Linked DNA regions of Sus scrofa: region 2 is linked to region 1. The links are chromatin contacts, called in public HiChIP or PLAC-seq maps. All regions are on one chromosome and are shown on one strand. The core of a region is the stretch at or near the end of the contact, and the rest is flanking DNA. Distances in the headings are between cores, read along the strand shown.

Evidence for each region. HiChIP or PLAC-seq counts read pairs in DNA pulled down with a chosen protein or histone mark.
Region 2: an H3K27ac HiChIP or PLAC-seq map of skeletal muscle shows a contact between it and region 1, with 5 times the contacts expected there. The contact joins the promoter of MGAT5 here to the enhancer-like site in region 1. A contact is called at or near these places in 1 of 5 promoter capture datasets (fetal skeletal muscle), 3 of 47 Hi-C or Micro-C datasets (embryonic fibroblasts, epiblast stem cells and skeletal muscle) and 2 of 2 datasets of contacts at active chromatin or transcription factors (alveolar macrophages and skeletal muscle).

Annotation. Positions count from the first base shown.
Region 1 is chr15:17,621,761-17,629,104 of Sscrofa11.1, forward strand. The region is part of intron 11 of MGAT5 (alpha-1,6-mannosylglycoprotein 6-beta-N-acetylglucosaminyltransferase A); the gene reads right to left. Among named protein-coding and RNA genes, the nearest start is that of MGAT5, 290 kb to the right of the region's middle. Within about 2 kb of position 4,306, at least 18 of the 83 cell types and tissues checked have an H3K27ac peak or open chromatin away from gene starts, as enhancers often do. A contact at or near this core is called in fetal skeletal muscle and skeletal muscle, where this site is marked.
Region 2 is chr15:17,916,790-17,924,133 of Sscrofa11.1, forward strand. It overlaps MGAT5 (alpha-1,6-mannosylglycoprotein 6-beta-N-acetylglucosaminyltransferase A), which reads right to left and starts at 2,484. Exons shown (of 17, transcript XM_021075187.1): 1 at 2,348-2,484. It also overlaps the pseudogene LOC100152750.

The sequences.
Region 1 (7,344 bases), core at 3,056-5,555:
ACCACTGGTGCCTGCCCTCAGGAAGCCCACAGGCCTGTCCCCAGGCACGCTAGTAAAAGGAGTCTCAACTCCACCAAAGGCAGCACTCACTCACCCACAGAACCCCTTCCCTGGGTTTCCAGGTGCCGGCAGACTGCCCCTGTCTGCTGATTTGCCTGCATGGAATTTAATTCTTTGAACTCCATCTCCAGCTGGAGTAGGGGAGTCCTTGAAAGTTACAGATGTTTCCTCCCAAGGACAAGAAACCACTTAGACTAAGACTTCTGTGTCTGCTTCTGCACTGTGACTCATCTGTCTTTGGGGTCATGGCCAGAATAATGCTTCCTTCTTATCTTATTCCTGAAAGGACAAAACTAGAAGAGGAACACTTGACGCTGAAGGCAGGTAACACCAGCAAGTCATCACAAGGTAATAAAACATTCAGAATTAATGCGTGTGTGTTTCTGCAAGGCCCTGAGCAAATATTTCTAAACCGTTTCATGAAACCCTTATTAATTCACCACAACACAAACCTACAAATAGAAAGTATCAAGAGAAGCATGGGAACAGGAGGGATGAGCCACAGAGAGAGGAAAAAGCAGAGAACAGAGGATAAAGAAAGAGAGGGAGAGGCAGACATCCAGAGGGGCTGAGGAGTTACCTCAATGGAGTTACCATTGAGAGGGGCTGGAATCAACAGCATGCTCCCTGGCCCACCTCATTCATATATTCCCATTTCATTGTTTAAAATATTATTTGGTTTTTCCCCAAAAATGAAAAAGCCAGGTGGATTCATGTGAGAGTGAGGACTCAGGAATCACCCAGTCCCATCACCCGCTGAGAGTCTGGGTGCCTCAACAATTTACGGGGTAATTATTCCACGCCAGGCGTGCTACTAAATGTTTTCTTGTCTAAAAATGACTTCAAGTAATTCAGGTGGCCTGTGATCTGTGTACTGTTACTGTCCCTATTTCACAGGTGGGACCACCGAGGCTTTGCTGAGCTCCGTATCAGGTAAAGGAGCACAGAGTGAGTAAGTGGCGGAGCCTGGAAATGAATCCGGATCTGCCTCTGAAGCCGTGCTCATTATGGCTTGGATCCTTCCTTTAAGGTTGCACAGACCATTCCACGTCTACGGTCAAATGGCCTCTTAAATCTGACTCTATTGATAAGTGTAAATAAGAGAGACGGACACTAATTTTAAAAGATGGAAATCTTATTACAGGCTCTGCTTCAGAGATGATGAGCTCTGAGCTCACATACTCTGTCCTGGCCACGTGGTCCCCATCTCCCCTCTCTGCAGAGATCGAGGACCTGGGTGCTACAGGAGCCACTGGAGGAAGAATGGGGAGGGGAGGGAGGTTGGGAGGGAGAGAGGAAGGGAGGAAGGGAAGGAAGGAAGGGAGAGAGCAAGAGAAAGGAAGGAGGGAAGGAACAAAAGAAAGAGGCAGGGAAGGAGGGAGGGAGGATGGAGGAAGGAGGGAGGAAGTCTCTGAACTGGACACATCATCTCTTTGGCAGGGGTTCACATTCCACATCTCCCAGACCCCGTTTCTTCCTGGTAAGTGCAGATAATGGTGCTGCTTTATAGAGCTGGTAGGGAGGTCCTACTGCCTGACATGCCTCACTGCAAGTACACTGGCCCCATCTGGAGGTCTAGTCTAACCTTAGCGGGCTTTGAGGACCTGGAATGAGCACTAATTGGTCTGGATCAACATGGCCTAACACAGCTCCACTCTATTTCCTGTAACTCAAAAAGTCGAGGAGACCTCTGGGGTTGTGTTGGGGACAAGCTGCAGGACCCTGAAGGGTAGCCCCTGGCTAATTCCCACTCTGCAGTCATGAAACTGCCCAGCAGCATGGACAGAGGGTGAAAATGCCGGGTCAAAGCCAGTGCTGTTGGCTTCCTAGGCCCCTTCCCTCCCACTACCACCACCACCCTGGCCCACCCTCTCTGCTCCACGTGCGCTGTGTGTTGTGACTTCAATTAAAGGAATCAAGCGGAGTACCCCCAACCCATACCTGGACCATCACTCATGTCTTACAGGTGCCGTCCTCACATCTTCAAAAGCCACTCAGGCTCATGGGAATACTCTTCCACCTTGTTTTTAACTTCATTTTAAAATTTCCCCCACTTTCTACTTGTCCAGGTCAGTATTTCTGCCTCTCTAACCTCCCTAGGGGCAGACATATCTTTGCAAGTCCTGATATGCAGGTAGGTTCCAAATAACTGGTTCTATAATGATTAAATATAATGAAAATGGACAGATTTCCTCTGGAGATGTCTTTAGATTTGGGACAGAAGTAAAGGATTTCACCCATGTAGTTCCCCTAGTTGTGCCTATGGGGTTTTAACTCTCCAAACAGAACCCTAGAGAACGTGTCTTGACCTTCACGCCATGCCATTGTGGGCATATTCAGGCTCCTGGGATTGGAGTGGATGGGCAGGAGAAGGAGGAAGAAGTTATGAAGAGAGGGGCTATAACTTGGGAGGCGCCCTAGTGTAGGGGCTGTGGTCTAGGCTCCTTCAATTCAAATCTGGATTCTGCCATTGCAGGGACGTTAATCTCTGCCTGCCTCAGTTGCTGACTTGAAAATGGGGTTAATAACAACACTGACGTGATAGAGTTACCGTGAGGATCATTGTCTGGCACAAAGTGCTCAAATATTAGCCATGATCATCACTACCCCCCAAGGAGCTAAAGCTAGTTAAAAATAGAATCAGGGAAGGGAGACGCAAAGTCCAGCCAGCTCTAAAAATTCCAACTGACCAGGAATAACTCCAGCTTTCCAAGAGTGCTGCTGTCCCTGAGGCAGGACCGGGGTGGGGGGTAGCGGGGGGATACCCAGTTCTCCTGGGCACAGACGGACGCCTTCAGTACTCAGGGCTGCACAGCCAGATTTTAGGAACATATGCTGCTTATACGATTTTTATTTAAGTATGAAGTTGTATATAGACACTAACTATGATCCGAGAAGCACACATATTACTACATTAAAAAATATCATCTCAGTTGGCTTATCCCAGTTTCTCAATGGTCAAAATATCTCTTCTTGAAGTAAAATGATGAATTTTGCTTCCAGAAACATCTAGATTATAAAAGATGCTCCCAATCTGTTTGTTTGTTTGTTTGTTTCTATAAAACCCACCAACAAGCTCTGTCCTTGCAGGGCATGTTTCAGAGTCTCAATGACATGGCTTTGCGCTGATGTAGAAGGTTATACAGGGTCAAGTCCACGGTTTCAGCATCCACCAAAAATTACTCCTTGAGGATTCCAGCATTCATGGGAGGCCATCTAAGTGCCAGTTCACACAGCCACCTCAGACACCTGGTCCCTGTGGCAGTGTAAACAAACAGCACCAGGAAGAGGTCAGACTTCCTACAACCGGCCCCCCACACTCAACTGGTTTATTTGACTACCATTCTCAGATTTATAACCCGAGTTGCTTGTATACTCATTTTAAAACAATACTTCTATGTGGCTTCCCCCCCCCCCAAGAAGCAGCCAGAAATACACACTGAATTTCCTTCTACTGCCATGATTTGCCTGCTTTGCTGCCCTTCTAAACAAAGGATAACATAGGGACCATAGGAAACTCATGTAAAGGCATCTTCTTTTAGACATGTCTTGGCCCCTTTCTGGCAAGACCAACCTGGGATAAACTTCACTCTCCTAGGACACAGCCAGGCAGTCTCAGGGATCTGCATTCCTGACCCAGACAAGATATCCAAATTCCCCTCCTCCAGGAAGCCCTCCTGGAGGTGGGATGGTGGCCATGTCCTGGACAGTCTCACCAAGCCTCTCAGGTCCCCAGGGACTACACAACTTCAGTGGGCTGAAAGCGGCAGGCAGGTGTGTGGGACCACTACCCAGCTCAACCTCCCACAACGCCGCCTTTAAGAGCGTGGCCATGTCCTCCCAGCCCAGGCAGCTTCAGCCTGGCATGGCTGAGTGCAGGTGTGTCCCCTCCAGCTGTGACTGGGCTTTTGGAAGAACTTGTACGATGCTTAGAATTCTCCTCCTCAACAATTTTCCCATAAGCTGTACTTCAGTCACGTTCTATTTGGGGGAAACATAATCAGTGTGACACCCCAGTTGTTCTTATAAATCTGCGCCTCCTCACATTCAGAAAGGCACGCCTTTCGGACTGTTAGAAATTCCCAGGCATTATGTCTCTCTCTCCCATCAAGAGCGATCTTAACCCTTTCTTAGCTTGAAAGGAACAGTTGCGGTATTTTTCTAAGTTCTCTCAACACGGTGCCGGTCAGCATGTGGGTCACTGGTCCTCCCTGGGGTGCGGCTTCCTCTTCCATAGAACACGGATTCCACACGCTTGGAATCGTTCCTTGGCTTCTGCCCACAGACAGCGGCTGCTCTTCCCTCTGCTCCCAAATAGCAACTTCTTTTCCCATCCCTAAACACCATTGTTCCCACATTGGTTGCCAAACTGTTAGGGCTGGAGTAATAGTAAAAAGCCTCGAGGCAAATTACAACCACAGCAGCTGTGTTTACTAAGAGCTACAAATGAACTCATCCCAGTGTTATTAGAACGGGCAGGCAGTGACTTGGAACCTTCCAGAAGCACCCCACCCTCGGGATGATGGCTGGCTGCCTCAGCCTCCTGCTACCCAGGCCTGGCTTTTGGAGGAGACCCTCTGCTGAGCACCAGGGCCTCTTTTCACCCACCATATTTTGATGTTTTTTTCCTTCCCAGCTGCAGTAATTTCCCTCAGCTGTTTATGCTCCAAGAAGGCTGCCAGTCACTGACAGAGTAGACAACTAGTTGGTGGGTCTCCTGAAGGGCACCAAGAAAACTACTCTCCATCCCTGAGGCCCTCAAATGCCTCCCCAACCACCTGCGACAAGGCCTGAAATTCCACCATTCATCATTCACACCTTTGGACCAGCCGTGACCTCTCTCAAGTATACATGTTGAAGTGCAAGGAATGGCATCGAGAGGACAATCACTCATCCCAAATTTAATGTGGGTTAGTCTCTTCTAAAGGTCTCTAAGACTTTGTTTGATCACCTGTAAAACTGACACATGCCTCAGGAGGCTAAGGGGAAGTGCTCTGTAACTTCTCAAGTTCTTACAAATTCTTATTGGAATGACTGGATCATCTTGCGAGAGCCTTCAATGGAACCACAATCAGCTGGCTGCACCCTCACAAGGATTAACTTGGGAGGCTTGCTACTGTCGTGGAAAAGAATGCTGGTCCTCAGAGGACAGACCTGGGGCTGGGAGCACAGGATGCAGCCAAGAAAAATAAGAGCATCCTTCCCTGTCTTCTACAGCACGGGGTGGTTCTTGGCTACTTGGTAGCCATCAACCACGCAGGGAAAGGAAACGATTAGGGTTTTACTGGTCTAGGAAAAATTTGCCTACCTAGTATGATTTCCCAAACTTGCCTGTTTAAAAAGAATCACCTGGAGCAACATACAATTCCCAGGTCCCTTCACTGGAGGTGCTGATAGATGGGCTGAAGAGGGTCCCTCTCATCTGGATGCTTAACAAATCCCCAGGTGGAACCCCAGGTGGAACTTACGATCAGGCAAGTTTGTTTAACACTGACCTAGATTCTAAGCACCAACTTAAGCTTTCCTGAGTTTCCTTGGAACATAGGCTGGAAATCATTTTGACTCCAAATCCCATAAATCAATGCTATCCCAGAGGACACAGACCTACAAGAGAGCTTCTGCTTGGAACTGCAGCCCTGAGAGGCTCTGTCAGTTGGGTTCTAAGGAGAGGTTTTCACTCCCAGGTGGGAAGGAGTCTGAAGACTTCATTACATTTTACATGAACAGTAAGCTGACAGGCTAAAAGTCCCAAATGCAGAGTCGACGGCCATGCAGTCTTCCCAGCTGCCCCAAGCTCCAAGCCAAAGAGGAAATTGTTTCAGCCATCAGACAACTTGGCAGAAGCAGCTCTGGCAGCGTGTATTAGGGCTGGGCTTTGACAAGAACAAAAACTCAAAGTCTCATAGACAGATTTCAAGAACCTGGGTTTCCTGCTGGAGCTGCAGGTTGAACACAGCCTTCATCTTCCTCCCCAAACCTCCTTTATGCCTCCAAACCTGACAGGCTTCCACACAGGCCACTCAGAGGATGCTTTGGCCTGGATAAAAAACATGGAATTCATTCTTCTATTCAATGTCTTCTCTCAGTTCACCCTCTTCAGAGGAAACCTACTCTTTGACAGCAAGAGACAGAAATGGTGGCTTCTCTCTAGGCCTCCCTTGTGCAAGGTCGCAAGCTCAAATACCTCTGGGGGTTGAGCAGGTCATGGAGGCTAGAAATGGCCCCGGAAGGACTGATGTTCCTGAACACCCCCTAATCCATACATGTGGGCTGCCACTACTCAGCTCAGACACTCTTTGGCATGTGAGGAACGTGAGTCCAGTTTGCCACTCCACCTACATTTTCAATAGAAACTGAGGTTCCTGGCTTTTCCGATGAATCTTCCCAAATGGCCAATTAAAAAAATACTGCATGTAAATCAATGAAGTTAGAACACACTCTCACACCATGCACAAAAATAAACTCAAAATGGCTTAAAGACTATAAGACATTATATCATAAAACTCCTAGAAGAGATCATAGGCAAAACATTCTCTGACATAAATTGTACCACTGTTTTCTCATTTCAGTCTCGCAAGGCAATAGAAATAAAAGCAGAAATAAATCAATGAGACCTGGAGTTCCTGTCATGCCTTGGTGGTAACAAACCTGACTAATATCCAGGAGGACAAAGGTTTGATCCCTTGCCTTTCTCAGTGGGTTAAGGATCCAGCATTGCAGTGAACCGTGGCATGGGTCACAGACAAGGCTTGGATATGGCACAGCTGTGGTTGTGGTGTAGGCCGGGAGCTGCAGCTCAGATTCAACCTCTAGCCTGGGAACTTCTATATGCCACAGGTATGACCCTAAAAAGATTTTTAAAAATAATAATAATAAAAAAAACAAATCAGTGGGGCTGATCAAACTTACAAGCTTTTGCACAGCAAAGGAAATCATAAATAAATGAAAAGACAACATATGGAATGGCAGAAAATATTTACAAATAATGTGACCAATAAGGGCTTAATTTCCAACATACACAGTCATATAATTCAACAACAAAAGAACAAACAAGATTTGAGAAAAATGGGCAGAAGACCTAAACAGACTTTTCTCCAAAGATGACATTTAGATGGCCAAGAGGCACATAAAAAGAAATGAAAATCAAAACTACGGTGAAGTACCACCTCATACGAGTCAGAATGACCATCTTTAAAAAGGCTACAGGAGGAGACTGGACAAGGTGATGGAGTAGAAAGACTTAAGCTCATCTCCTCTAATGGAAACACCAAAATTTCAACTACC
Region 2 (7,344 bases), core at 1,234-3,733, 290 kb after region 1:
AGGCTGGAACAAAGGAGATGAAAATCTCAAACCTGTGTCCAGACACAGCAGTGTCCTTCTCCTCTTCCTCTAGTCCTACAAGAGGCAGGAGGGTCACCACCTTCTTCCCTTCCCACCACATTGTCTCCAGGGCCTTTCCATTTCAAGTTCACTACACAAACATCAAGTTGATAACTGGAGAAAACCAAAAAGCCCTCTAGAAAGGGGAGCTTTGCTCTAATCCTAATAGAGCCAATCCGAATCCTGAGAGTGCCTATCTTAGGCCTGAACAATACCAACAAAAAGAATTTGCAGGAGAAAAAAATTCCTTTATTAAGACAGATCTGGGATGGTCTGACCAGCTTGAAACAATTCCAATCAAAAACAATTAAGTGCTGATCCTGAGTCAAGGCTCAGAACATGGGTGGCTAACCTGGGCAAGGGTGGGGTGGGAAAGGTGGGAAGGTTGGGAGTGGTCTATCAGAGAAAAAACATACCAAGTGGCCCAGGTCCTGATAATGAATGGGGGCGTACTGGGGGCGCACTAGCTTACCACTTGCCTCTCTTGAGAATGAGAGCCTACCTCTAACACTTGAATCCGAGTTGTTTACTGGTGTAGTGCTGCCATTCCACGCAAACCCTCCACAAACCTCAGCTTTCCCCTCCCCAACTTCACGGCCCCACAAGTAGGCAACCTTCCCTAACTGGGCCGCCAGAGCTGTGTGCAGATAGAAGCGTCCGGCTTGGGCCGGGCCTGACAGTCAGTGCCAGGAGTACCCGGCTCCAGACCTCGCTCCGGCGTCTCTGAAAACCCTATGCATCGTCAGGTTCCTGCAGCCTCCAAGCGCCCAGGACCCTGCTGGCGCTCCAAACGTGGCTGGACAATGCAAGCGCCACCTCTTCCCTCTTCCGCGCGGCAGCTACGAAACCACGGCTTTGTGTGACAGCCAGTGTGTGCGCGAGCGTCCCCGGGCTCACACACCCCCTTCCACCCAGTGCCGGCGCCGGGACCTTGAGCACCGCGAGCGCATCGCCAACGGGTCCTCCTCCTCCCCGCCTCTAGCAGCTTCAACGCCAGGCCTCTGGCCACCGGCCTCGGACCTGGCCTGAGGAAGCTGGGGGTGACATCCACGCCCCGGTTCTCGGCCGCGGGGGTGATCAGCGTGAGCAGCGCCAGGAGCCGGGTAAAGGCGAGGCAGGGGTCGGAGGCGCGAAAGGGCGACACGCCGGAGCCGCGCCCCCAACTTTACCAGCAGCGGGCCGGGAGGGGGCCGGGAGGGGGCCGGAGCGGCTCGCTACTCGGCAGGAAGTTCCCAGGGCCACACTGAGCATGCTCTCGGGGATTGTGTGCGCGGGTGTGCGCTCCGCGTTCCCCTCAGCCTCTCCGGCCAGGCAGCCTCGCAGATCACGCCCGCGGGGTGGTGGGCCCGTGGAGATCCTCCAAAGGTGGGGGACACCCCCACGCTCCCAGGTTTCCTGGACCAGAGATCCTGCCTGCCGCATCCCTCTCCCCCTAGGGCCCGGAGCCAACCTCCCTTCTTCTTCCTCCCCACTGGCCCAAGGCTGAGCCTGCCCTGAGCGCCCAAGTCCCTGGGACCCCAGTCCAGCACACACCCGCAGCGTGAACCCCACCAGGCTCCTCCCCGGTCCGAGCGCCCACCTGCCATCCTTGGCCGCTTGCCTCCAGCCCGCGCAACCAAAGCCTCCTCCGGACAGTCCCTTGAAAAGCCCACAATCTCCCCCTTCTCAGAGGCATGGGGGCCGCCTGCAGCTTCCCCGGGGAAGGGGCTGCTCCGGGCAGGTGGGCGCCCCCAGGCGCGTCCTCGTTTGCACTCCCGGGTCCCGCAGAGCGGCTGGGGCACCCACGCAGACGGCGGGGGGCGGCAGCCGGAATCCCCCCGGCCACGCAGCACTCAGTGCAGACTCTCCCCCACCCCTGCGCGCAGCTCCCCTCGCCCTCCGCTGTCCCCTCTGCGTTCATCTCCCCGGGGAGATGGAGAGCTTTGACGCTGTTGCCCCGACACATTGGCTCTCACCTCCTTGTTGGGCAGCAGCAGCAGCCGGGAGCGCCCGCCAGCCGCCGTCCACGCGGGGCCCAGGGCGCGGCGGGGCAAGGGGTCGCGGCGCCCCGAGCCTGCGGCGCGGCTAACTGGGCTCGATCGCGCCCGGGGCCGCCGCGGCTGCAGGGGGAGCCGCAGGGCCGCCGCCGAGCGGGCCGCGGCAGGGATGGTCTGCAAACTCTCAGCCCTGGCGGGGCCGCGCGCGGCGCGTCCACACTCGACCTGGACACTGCAGAGACTCTCCTCCCGGGCGCAGCCGACCAGGGCGGGGATCTGATCGCAATTTCTTCCAGCCCTCCCCTACCGACCTTTCCAACTTCTCCCGGGTTCTGGGCTCGCAGCTCTCTAACGCAGGGATTCCGGCCAGGGACGTTCGGCAAACTCCCCGCCCTCCCCGCGGAGCGCTCAGCCAATTCTGAACGCCCCAGCCTCTCAGGGGCCGTCTGCAAACTCCCAACTCTGTCGGAAAGGACTTCTACCAAGCCTTCAATTCCGCAGCCCAAAGGAAGAAGGGAGTTAGGGAGATAGTTTGCTTGCGATCACAAATAACATTCTAGCAAGGATAGGGGCAGTGTGCAAATACTGATGTGACAGTGCACCCTCCAGAGAGGTGTAGTCCAGGCCTCTCAGCACTCCTGACCTTCCAGCACTTGAAGCCCAGTGAGGGGAGATTATGGACTTAACTGCTGGTACCGGCAGCTGGAATCAGTGCCCTGAGCCTCCGTTTCCATCTTTGTAGAGTGTGTTATATGAAGCAGTGTGAGTTCCTGCCACTTGGTTTTTGTGACCTTGAACAAACCACTTAGCCATTTGAATTCAACATCTTTATCTACAAACATAATAAATGAGGCTCTGTGAGGTTATTTTGAAGAAGAGATAAAAATACACGTGAAGTATTTAGTAATGTCCGGCACATAGCAGGCACTCAATAAATGAATTTTCTTTCTCTTTTTCTTCCCCTCTCCTGCCAATGGATTTTATGAACACTCTGGGCAGGTTAGCTGAACACTGTGCTGTTGTAAATTCAAAAAGAAATAAAACAACTCCCAAGCCCTGAAGGCACCACAAAGAACATTGACTGACATGACATATTAAATCCAGCCAAGCCCCAGGAGAGAGAATGCTGTGCATTTACATGGCTAAGCATTATAGATCCTTGTTAAGTAGTAGATGGAATGGAAGGCAAGTGCCCTGGTGGATTACCTAGGGGTGGAAACAGCAAGGTTCATAACCCCATCAAATTCCAAGCCTTGGAACCAGTCATTACATGAAGTTACTGTATCAAGTTTATGTTGAGCTTTCCCTTACCTTCCCTGCAGAATTTCTCCACCCCCACCAATTCACACACACACACACACACACACACACACACCCCGGGGGGGGGGGGGGGATGGCTTCTGTCTGCTTTTTTTTTTTTTTTTTTTTTTTGGCTTTTTAGGGCCACACCTGCAGCATATGGAAGTTCCTAGGCTTGGCATCGAATCAGCCTATACCACAGCCACAGCAATGTAGGAACCAAGCCATGTCTGAAATCTACACCACAGCTCCCAGCAACGCCAGGTCCTTAACCCACTGAGCAAGGCCAGGGATGGAACCTGCATCCTCATGGATACTAGTCCAGTTCATAACCCACTGAACCACAAGGGGAACGCCTGATCTTCTTTCTTGAACTTAGATCACCCTATCTTATTGCCCATCCTCCCTAGCAGAAGCATTTAAAAACTGAAGATGATGGAATTCTTAGACCCTAAAAATGAATTAAAGTGTCTCACTTTGTACATAAGTTCTCAGGGCCACCCAGCTGGTTTAAGAGGTCTCCTGTCTCCAGGATCTTAATAGAAACACCCTTCGGCCTCTCTTTGATTGAGCAAGCACTAGGCTCTAGGTCTGTCCTATCTTTCATTTCAAGCCAGAGAAAATGTTTCTAACAGTTCCCAACCAGGTGAGCCCCGAATTATCAACCACTTAGATTCTGAGTTGTAAGGAACCGTCCAGGGAACAATCAAGAGCCACAAGGAAATCTGCATGGACAGGAGGATTCTTCTTAATAAGACCTTTTGGTGAAATCCCAGGAATGTTGGGAGGCATGAATTTCCCTCAGTCCTTTGGAAGAAAAATAACATCTCACTCCCTCCTTGGGCACTGGGTGGGAAATAGAAGAATGGTGACATCTGGTGGCCAGGACTTTCTGTGCTTTGGATTCGGATGGTACAGATCCTGATCCTAAAAGATTCGCTTTGAAGCCAAGTTCCTGCGGGTGGTTAATAACTGTACCACCTGGTTGCCTAGAGATTTCTGAAAGACATCAACCATTTAAACACTGCAGACCCACTGCTTTAGAGGATATTACAGATGTTTACTATTTGAGTTTTTTTTTTAAAAAAAGCATATGTATATAAAAAGAAGTAAAGTTTAAGGATGTAATATCCATAGGTACACACATCACATATATTACCTAATGCAAATATATTTATATTACATATATTCTGTTTCTTCATATGAATAATATACTTGCAATGCCTTTGAGGGAAATTAATACTATCTCAACTGTTTTTCTTTCAGAGTTAAATTGTAAATTACCATAATAATGGCTAAAGGACACTGCTTGCAGAGACGCTTACTAGGATGGAGTTGTCTATTTCATCATGTCATCTCAAGAGAGACTTGATGACAAAGTTAGAGAGGAAGAAAATAACACAGTAGAATTTCAATAGTGAAAGCCCTGGTAGCTGATGGTCAAGGTCAGACTTACTTGGTGAACAGTGATTCACTTTTAGCATTTCCACCTCCTGTGAAATATGTGGTTATGCTCACAGAAGAAAGATGTTTGGGATTAATTCACTACAATGCAACAGTGTCTGTTGCTATTACTAAATCTGATCCATTTCTTTCCACATGTTTGTCCCATGTACCATACTGTAGATAACAGCTCAGTTATAAATTTAGAAAACACAACTCTGTCCACACAATCAAAGCCCATTGTTTCCCAGCACTACTTATTAAGTTTTATGTGAGTTATATTAATCTTTATAACAATTCATGAAGCAGGTTTCACTATACCCATTTTATAGAAGCAGCAGCCAAGACTTAGCAAAGTTAGGTAATCTGCCCACCAGTAGGCAGTATTGAGTAGAATCAGAGTCAGGGATGGAATCCCATTTTCCTGACTCCAGATCGCAGACTCTTTCTACTGTGCTCTGCTGCCCACCCCAAGAAAGCCAGGAAGAAATAAAGACCAGGGCAGAAACCACTCTAAAGGATACACTAGAAATTAAGGGGTTGTTGCGAGACATGTTTTTATAATATTTTCTTAGCCTCTTTGCTGAAAACTCCATCTTGTCCTTCCTTACTTTGTCCGTCTTCCTGCTTGAGAAACAGTCACGGTGATGGTAAAAGACTTGAGGATTCTCTGAAATGCTTTGCATAGATAGCTAACTCAAATGCTAATGATTCTTAAATGCCTATAGTTTAGAGTAAAAAGTTTAACCATTTACCAGCTAAGTGACTTTTAAAATAGTAAAAAAAAAAAAAACCTATAGCCTGCACCTACAACCCCCTTTTCTCTTGACGTAATCCTCAAGCGCACAATAAAAGCAGTGTGGTTTCTTGAGGCTGGGCTCTTGGTCCCTGAGACCTTGAGTCCCTTGGTTCTCACCTTTACTTAAGATAAAAGTCTCTGTGTCTTGTTTTATGTTAACTTTTTTTTCCTTAAGTTCCATAGTACCCGTTCTTCAGCCCCATCCTGCTGATCGGTCTCGGCAAGGGGTTACTTAAGTTACTATAGATGAACAATTGTGTATGTAAATTGTATAAAGCTTAGACTCATGTGATTCAGTTGTAGAGCAGCTCTCTGCGAAATAAATGAATTTTCTTTTCCTGCCCAGACCTGAACTATCTTCAATGGCTTGGGAATTATCCATAGTGTAATCCTGGTGGAAGGTAAGACCTATGATGGTAACAGTGGTTAATCAAGTTTTAGGGTAGCATTACTAGCAGTGGTACCCAGTGACTAATGCCTTGGTTTTGATAATGTAAGCTGAGGTGTCTAGCACATACAGGTAGAGGCAACAGTGTCTTCACCTCCCCATTATTATGACATGATTTTAGGAGTTGTTTCCAGATGCCTTTGCCTCTGAGCCTGATTCCACCTTTCCTTTAAATAAATTCCTTTTCTCCTTAAATCAGTTGGACTAAGTTTCTCTTGTTTGCAGTTAAGTAACCTGCCTGGGACAGACATGAGAACCAAGAGATACAAACCCTCAGGGAAACAGAAGAAATCAAGGATGGGTCATCTAGTCTGATTAAGGTTGAGGGTTGAAAATTCAACTGATTTAAAGGGATTTGATGCAGGCAGCCTATGGCACACAGTGGTAAAACAGTTTCTTAAATTATCAACTCTACTCACCTAGAATAAAGCACCCATTGAGATCAAGCTTTGGGGAGACCAAGTATCAGCTGAGGAATATAAGGACGGTGCAAGTAAGGTGGTTGGTTTTTGTTTCGGTTTGTTTGGGGCTGCACTTGCAGCATGCAGAAGTTCCCAGGCCAGGGATCAAACCTGAGACACAGTAATAACCTGAGCCACTGCAGTGACAATGCCAGATACTTAACTCACTGAGCCACTCAGGAACTGCCAAGATGGTGGTTTTTTGTTTGTTTGTTTTTGTCTTTTAATGGAGTTAGACTACGTAAAGAAAGAGAATAATGAGCTCTAACTCCTAATTTCTCATCTCAAATTCCTAAGTTCTCAGCTCAGGCATATATATACCAGGCATTTTCTATGACTTCTAAAACAGACAATCAGGAGTTCCCATTGTGGTTCAGTGGTAATGAACCCGACTAGTATCCATGAAGACTTGGGTTCCATCCCTATCCTCACCCACAGGGTTAAGGATCCAGTGTTGCCCTGGCTGTGGCATAGGCTAGCAGCCGCAGCTCCAATTGGACCCCTAGCCTGCGAACTTCCATATGCCAAAGGTGCAGCCCTAAAAAGTAAATAAATAAATAAATAACAGACAGACGGTAAAACAAACAATAACATCAATGACAACAAAATTTCTTTTTTTCTGGCAGTTGAAGGCCAAGAGAGGCAAAAACTAAAAACAAAACTTGATCTTGTGGGTTCCTGAATTACAATGTCACCATAATTCATAGCCTAAACATTTTTGCTTGCAACCAAGGACAATGATTAAAACAGAGTAGGGCCCTTAGGACCAAATGGGAATTCATGAGAGAATTAAGATGACTTAATGTACTTGATACACTGCAAGCCCTGAAACAAAAATCTGGGGAATACATGTGAGGG